Linked DNA regions of Ovis aries: region 2 is linked to region 1. Evidence: chromatin contacts called from public Hi-C data. All regions are on one chromosome and are shown on one strand. The core of a region is the stretch at or near the end of the contact, and the rest is flanking DNA. Distances in the headings are between cores, read along the strand shown. Region 1 has its middle 360 kb from the start of IGFBP3. Region 2 holds the start of IGFBP3 (insulin like growth factor binding protein 3).

The links. A called contact is a pair of places that touch in the nucleus more often than the background predicts.
Region 2: a Hi-C map of hypothalamus shows a contact between it and region 1, with 5 times the contacts expected there. The contact joins the promoter of IGFBP3 here to the enhancer-like site in region 1. A contact is called at or near these places in 3 of 16 Hi-C or Micro-C datasets (hypothalamus, skin fibroblasts and tail adipose tissue).

The regions. Positions count from the first base shown.
Region 1 is chr4:77,414,914-77,418,233 of ARS-UI_Ramb_v3.0, forward strand. No RefSeq gene overlaps it. Among named protein-coding and RNA genes, the nearest start is that of IGFBP3, 360 kb to the right of the region's middle. Within about 2 kb of position 1,413, at least 3 of the 54 cell types and tissues checked have an H3K27ac peak or open chromatin away from gene starts, as enhancers often do.
Region 2 is chr4:77,776,688-77,779,776 of ARS-UI_Ramb_v3.0, forward strand. IGFBP3 (insulin like growth factor binding protein 3) reads left to right here and starts at 1,509. Exons shown (of 4, transcript NM_001159276.1): 1 at 1,509-1,920. The coding sequence starts at 1,512.

The sequences.
Region 1 (3,320 bases), core at 163-2,662:
TGATCACACTAGCTAATTTTGTGGGAAGCGAAATAACAAGCAAGAAAATTTGTTGGTCGGAAATAACTTATGAAAGGAAGGAGTGATCAAAACAAGCCCTTTCTAAGTTTTGTGCTGTCACTTACAAATAGAGAGAGTGACTCAGGGCAGACCTGACACCCTGTTTGTGTGGCAAATGGCAGGATTCCGTAGAATGAATGCACCCATTTGTTTGACCATTCACTAGTCAGAGGACATGTGGGCTGATTTCAGTATTTTGTGGCATCCTTTGTGCTAGTGTTTGCTGTAGCCCCCCAGTTTCAATCCTATGGGGACAAAGAAGCCACCATCTAGGCCACTTGCATTGGATCCCTCTGGTTGCTGCCCTGGCTGCCTGGTTGTCTCAGCTTAAAGAGTCCTAGGCCTGCAAGGATGGACAAGGAGGTGTCAGGGCCAGGTCTTTATTGTGTTGGAGTCCCTTCTGCCCATTTCCTCCAGTGACCTTGACATCCCTTGGTGGAGCAGAGCTGTTCCAGTTTTTTTTTTTTAAGTCTTCTCTGAAGGGGCCATTTTAAACATCCATATTTCCCTAAGCTTCCCAGGGTTTTTGTATTTATTTGCACATTAGCAATTCATATAAATACTGAAAGCCCCTGGGAACCAATTTTATTTCTCAGTCTCACTTACAAATTTGTAGGCTTTATCATTCTCCTCTTTCCCACTGATTAAGTTAACTGCAGCTTGACCACATTAATGCTGTTGTCTCTCTTACTGGTATTTGTTCTCTTCACCCACAACAGTGTTTGTGCTCCTGGAAAAATCCTCCAAGCCCACCCATATCCTAGTTAGACCCCCAACTAGGAACCGGCACAAACAGCCACATGGTGACCCTCTGGGACAGGCATTCAGACATACGAGTTTTGCATTCAGTTTGGCAAACAATACAGTTTTGTTTTTTTCTTAAAAGAAGACATAAACACTTTCAAACTTTAGCAAATGATGAAGATGGATATCATTATCCATTGCTATCTCTACGAGTAGGACATTCATGCTACTTGAAAACTTGATCCACGCTCAACACCTGAAAATGTCATCCATGCTAAACTCTGACTCTGCTGACACTCTCCTCGGTGTTCATAGACTAAGATCCCAATCTTGACTCTCATTTATTGCCTAGGTGACCAAAAACATGTTCCTTCATGTCTGTGACCCTTTCCTGGAATGGGAATTTAAAAACATGGACCTTTGAGAAAGATGGAATGTTTTACTGACAGAGTTCATGGCCTAGCACTTATTAAGTACTCAGTGTATGTATTATTTTAAATTTTATATTACAATTCTTATTGAATGAAACTCATACCACCTTGCTACCAGAGAGAGCTTTACACAGCATGACTCAAGCATGGCATTTTTCTGCTCAGTAGTCATAATCACACTCCATTGCCCATGGAGCAATCTAAACTCCCTGCTCTGCCACAAAAAACAAAACTTTGCATCTCTAATCTCTTCCCTGAATTCAGCCTGATCCCTTTTCACTTCCTTATCTATTGCTTGGTAACAAGCCATCCTAAAAGTCAGCAGCTTCAAACAGCATGCATGAGTATCACATAACATTTATGGATCAGGAATCCATAGACAGCTTCCTGCGTCTCCTCATAGAAAGAACAACTTACCTGAATTTGCTTGGGATTTTCCCCTGTTTTAACCCTGAAAATTCTGAGAAACCTCTCAGTTCAGGGCACTCTGGGATGGTTTTCTTGGGATGCTTCCAGTGGTAAAAATAAAAATCCCAGACATTCCCTTCGGTCCTGGGCACCCTAGGTTCAAGGTCTGTCTCAGGATGCCTTAAAGTGTTGGCTGAGCTATAGTCATCTGAAAGCTCTACTGGGGAAGAAAGTGCCTCCGAGTTCACGTGTTTGTTGGACAGATTCACCTCTGTTGTGGCTCCTGTCCAGATGTTGCCCTCAGTTCTTTGCCATCTGTGTCCCTCCAACGTGTCAGCTTGCTTCATCAAAGCAAAAAACCAAGAAGGCAATTTAGAGACTAAAAAGTGATGAAGAAGGGGGAAGCCATAGTCTTTTACAACCTAATCATGAAGCTGCACCCCAAAACTTTCCCATATTTCTCTGGTTAGAAGCAAGTCATTTTGTCCAGTACCCATAAAACGGAGAACATTACACATTGGCACCAGTTCCAGAAGGTGGAGACTTCAGGGCCACCTTGCAAATCTGCTTAAAACACTGACCTCTGGGAACCTCATTCTCGAGTTGCTGAGACCTCAATTTTACCAAGAGCCTTTCAGTTTATTTCAGTTCTTCACCAATTCCTGCAATGCCCTTTATCCCCCAAATATGTCTGCAATATATGTATATATATATTCCTCCATAATCAAATCCAGTTCCATCTCCATTCTATAAATGTCCCAGATCTTCACGCCTTCATATTCCCCAGGCAAAAGTAATTATCCAGCCCTTCTTTTCCCATAGCACTCTATTAATTTAGTGTTTGTCATCTATGGTAATTTTTTTTCTCCTCATATCCTAAAGGAAGGATCTTTCTAAAACTCACACATCTACAGGATAATTTCTTTCCCATCAGCCTATTCTATAAGTCCTACCCTGAGACATCAAGAAATATGATCATCTTTACTATCAATCCCACTGAAATAGTCCTAAGAAGGATTTTGAACATTAAAACAGAAACAGAAAAGAAGGAACACTGGAACGGGCGTGTCTCCTGAAAAGGAAATTGAGTATACCAAGAGGTATGAATAATTTAGAGAAACTCCTCAGAAGTTGGAGGGAATGACATCAGTCATTGTGATTTCATGCTGAATCACCCTACTATTTCACCTGTTCTTGGTGTTTCTGGGGAAAACGAAAATCCCCAGGACTGCTACACCTCATGGTGTGTTTCTGAGTAATTTATCACCATACTCAGAATCATAGCTCACAGGGTGGAGAGACTTTGCTGGTTCTGATATGATATTTATCAGTCAATACAATCATTACTTGTAGCTTTGTTGAGACTTGCAGAGGGCTCACAGAAACACAGAAGAGGTTGAGTACATTCTTTTTCCCACTCAAGATATGTATTTGTAAATATTTAACAAATGGGAGATACTGTGCGGAAATCACCTCTTGTGCACATATTTAGCAGACTCCTAGAGTTATACAGAACTCAAGTGGTCATCTAGACCAGTAATTTCAAAACAAGCCCCTCTCATGAGTTTTTGATTTATCCGCCACTTCAGAGATGATACAGATTAGGGCCATTCAGGGAAATTTTAAAAATAAATGAAATATCCTTTTTACCTGTCAGACTAATCAAAGTTCAACTCT
Region 2 (3,089 bases), core at 259-2,758, 360 kb after region 1:
CCTTATTTGATGTTTCTACTGCAAACTGCAAAAGGCTCCTCCTAGACGCCTAACCTCCTCCTAGCCGGGGAGTATCTGTTTTCCGCAGCGTCCAGGAGAGTCCGCTGCGTGGTGGTATCGCGGGTTGCCACTGCTTATCCACAGGCTCTTTTTAAGAACCTTGAAAGTGTATTGATAATTCCCAATTTAATCCTGGACCACTGGCGTCCTCTGTTGGTCACCTAAGGAAGGGGAGGGCAGACACCATTGACCCGCACGGAGCTGGCCCACCGGATTCGCGGAGACTTCGGGGAGCAATTGTGCCCTTCGGCTCACCACCCCGCCGCTCCCGCCCCCCGCCCGCCCCCCGCCCGCCCTGTGTAATGCGAGGTGTTCAGATTACACAGACGAGCGAGACTCCCAGAGTCTCCATTTCAACGCACCGCTGGGAACTTGAAAAAAAAACTAGCCTGAAAAAAAAAGACAGTGAATATCACCAATTTTAAGGACTGTTCAGTTATTAATTACACTTCAGCAATGCTCGGTTTATTGTTTTTTTTATATTCTTTTGTTGTGAATATAAGCTCTATTTGAAAACCTCATCAGGGAAAATACCTAAAACAAAGACAAGCGTGTCAAATTTCTGAGAAACCCTCTAAGTAACCATTTGCCGCCGGTCCATTTTAGTAACCAGGGACTTGCAGACACCCGGAAAGTGCGAACCCTCAAGGCACTGAGAAGTCTTATCTGGAAAGAGCGAAGACCACGTGAGCACCTGCAGAGGCGCATTTGTGGGGAGCGGGCTGCATGTGGTAAAGCCCCAAGTCCTTGGCTCCCTGAGACTTAGATGCGAATCGGGAATCCTCATTCAGAAATTCATCCTCCACCCCCCGACCCGAGGAATTAAAATTTTCAAAGCTTTGCAAAGTACACACGGTGAGAAGCTGCGCTCACCAGTTTCCTTGACACCATTTCGACGCGGAGTGACCTCAACCTGGGACACAGAGAGGGAAGGGCGGCTGCAAGGGAGTGGCCCAGGTCAGAGTCGCTGGCGTGGCCTGGGGCGCCAGAGATCCCGGGGTGACCAAGACTCCTGGGTGGCCGGAGGCACCTGGGACTGCAGACTGGTGGGGCTGCCAGGTTTCCGGGAATGGAGGGATTGTCGGGAGGGGGGGGGGGGCACCGAGCTTGCGGTAGCGAAACAGGTGCCTGCCGCTGCGGCCGCGGGCTATGCGCCCCCGCCCTTGACCCTGCAACACAAGGCTTGGCGCGGGTCTGCGGAGCCGGGTCTGCGCCGGCCCGCCCCCGCTCCCCTCCCCGCAGCCGGCGCGCCGTTCCGGGGCGTGTCCTCGGCCGCCCGGCTCCTATATAGCGGCCGGCGCTCCCCGGACCGCCCAGATGCGAGCGCGGCAGCTATTCCACGCTGAGGGCCAGCCCTTGCCAGCCCCGCTCCTACAGCGTCGCTCAGCTCGCTGCCGCCCAGTCCCCGCGCCCCGCGGCCGGACGAGCATCCGGCCCCCGCGGCGGGCGCCATGCTGCGGGCACGCCCCGCGCTCTGGGCTGCGGCTCTGACCGCGCTGGCGTTGCTCCGTGGACCGCCGGCGGCACGAGCTGGGGCGGGCACGGTGGGCGCCGGCCCGGTGGTGCGCTGCGAGCCGTGCGACGCGCGTGCCGTTGCCCAGTGCGCGCCGCCGCCCCCGTCGCCCCCGTGCGCCGAGCTGGTGCGCGAGCCGGGCTGCGGTTGCTGTCTCACTTGCGCGCTGCGCGAGGGTCAGCCTTGCGGCGTCTACACCGAGCGCTGTGGCTCCGGCCTCCGCTGCCAGCCGCCGCCTGGCGATCCGCGCCCGCTACACGCGTTGTTGGACGGCCGCGGGCTCTGCGCCAACGCCAGCGCCGTCGGCCGCCTGAGCCCCTACCTGCTGCCCGCGCCACCCGCGCCAGGTGAGCTGCCCGCGCCAGATGCGCTGCCGAAGCGCACCCCTGGGCCAAGGTCAGAGGTGGTGCTCCTTCGTAGCTCTTCCCGCCCCAAGGGTTGTACATGGGAAAGCTGAAGCCTCAAGACGCGAGGGCGCTTGCCGGAGATACCCTCCCCGACCGGCCTTCTTCTCTCTTCGTTCTTTGAGTTGCGCGTTCTTGTAAATTGTAAAACTCTTCCCGCGAAAACGGATTATAGATTCCCTGGGGAGGGAGGGAGCAGATTTGGAGGTTAGTGGTCAATGGAGAGGCCCTGGACGGAGGAGATTCTCCGGCCATTCATGCAGGAGCCGCGCGGAAATGTGGGCGTGTACTGTTTGGCACAATTCGGACTTGGGTTTCCCACGAACTAAGAACGAATGTGTCCGCGCAGACGATTCTTGCGGACCTAGAGGCGCAGGGGACGGGACCGGGTGCATTTGGACCGGGAATGTGGGCAGGCACGTTCTAGGAAATGGTACCTGGCTTTAAAAGTACTGAGATATGCACAGACCACAGTTTGCAAAGCAGTGTCCCGTCCAGGGGTGTCCCAAAACCAGGGAGGTGGGAACCGGGTATATCTTCTGCAGTCGGACAACCTGACGTTCAGAAAAAAGTGACTCTGAAGGTGGCAGGTGTTCCTCTAACTTTGAAGCATGCTTAGCCAGCCTCAGTCCTGTGAGTGAAGAAGTTTCCACATCGCTGAAGGCTAGGAGAAAAAGCCCCCACCTCCAACCTCCAGCTGGACAAAGCACAGTAGGCTAGCCTCCGCCCGCCCCAACATCCGTGGCTGGAAGGATGGAAGTCCCCTTCTAATTTCCCTCCGTGCAGGTTTCCTCTCCCAGGTGAGGCTATTTTCTTTCCAAAACCAGTGAAAAAGGTAAAATTACAACTGCCTAAAACATATACCGGCTATAGTAGACTGTTAGAATTCCTGGATGTGTTTGACAGGGCAGTTGGGTCATTTGCTGTGTGAGTACTTCACTGTTACTGTGCATTTTTGGAAATTCAAAAAGTGATCTTAGAAGTTGTTACAGATATTATCGTTTGGGGCCAGACTTTAATAGGCATTATGATTACTGTCATAGGATCTCCACAGTATAGGTTGATGTAGTTTATTATAAAATTACAAAAAGATCTAAGTGACTTCTCAAATT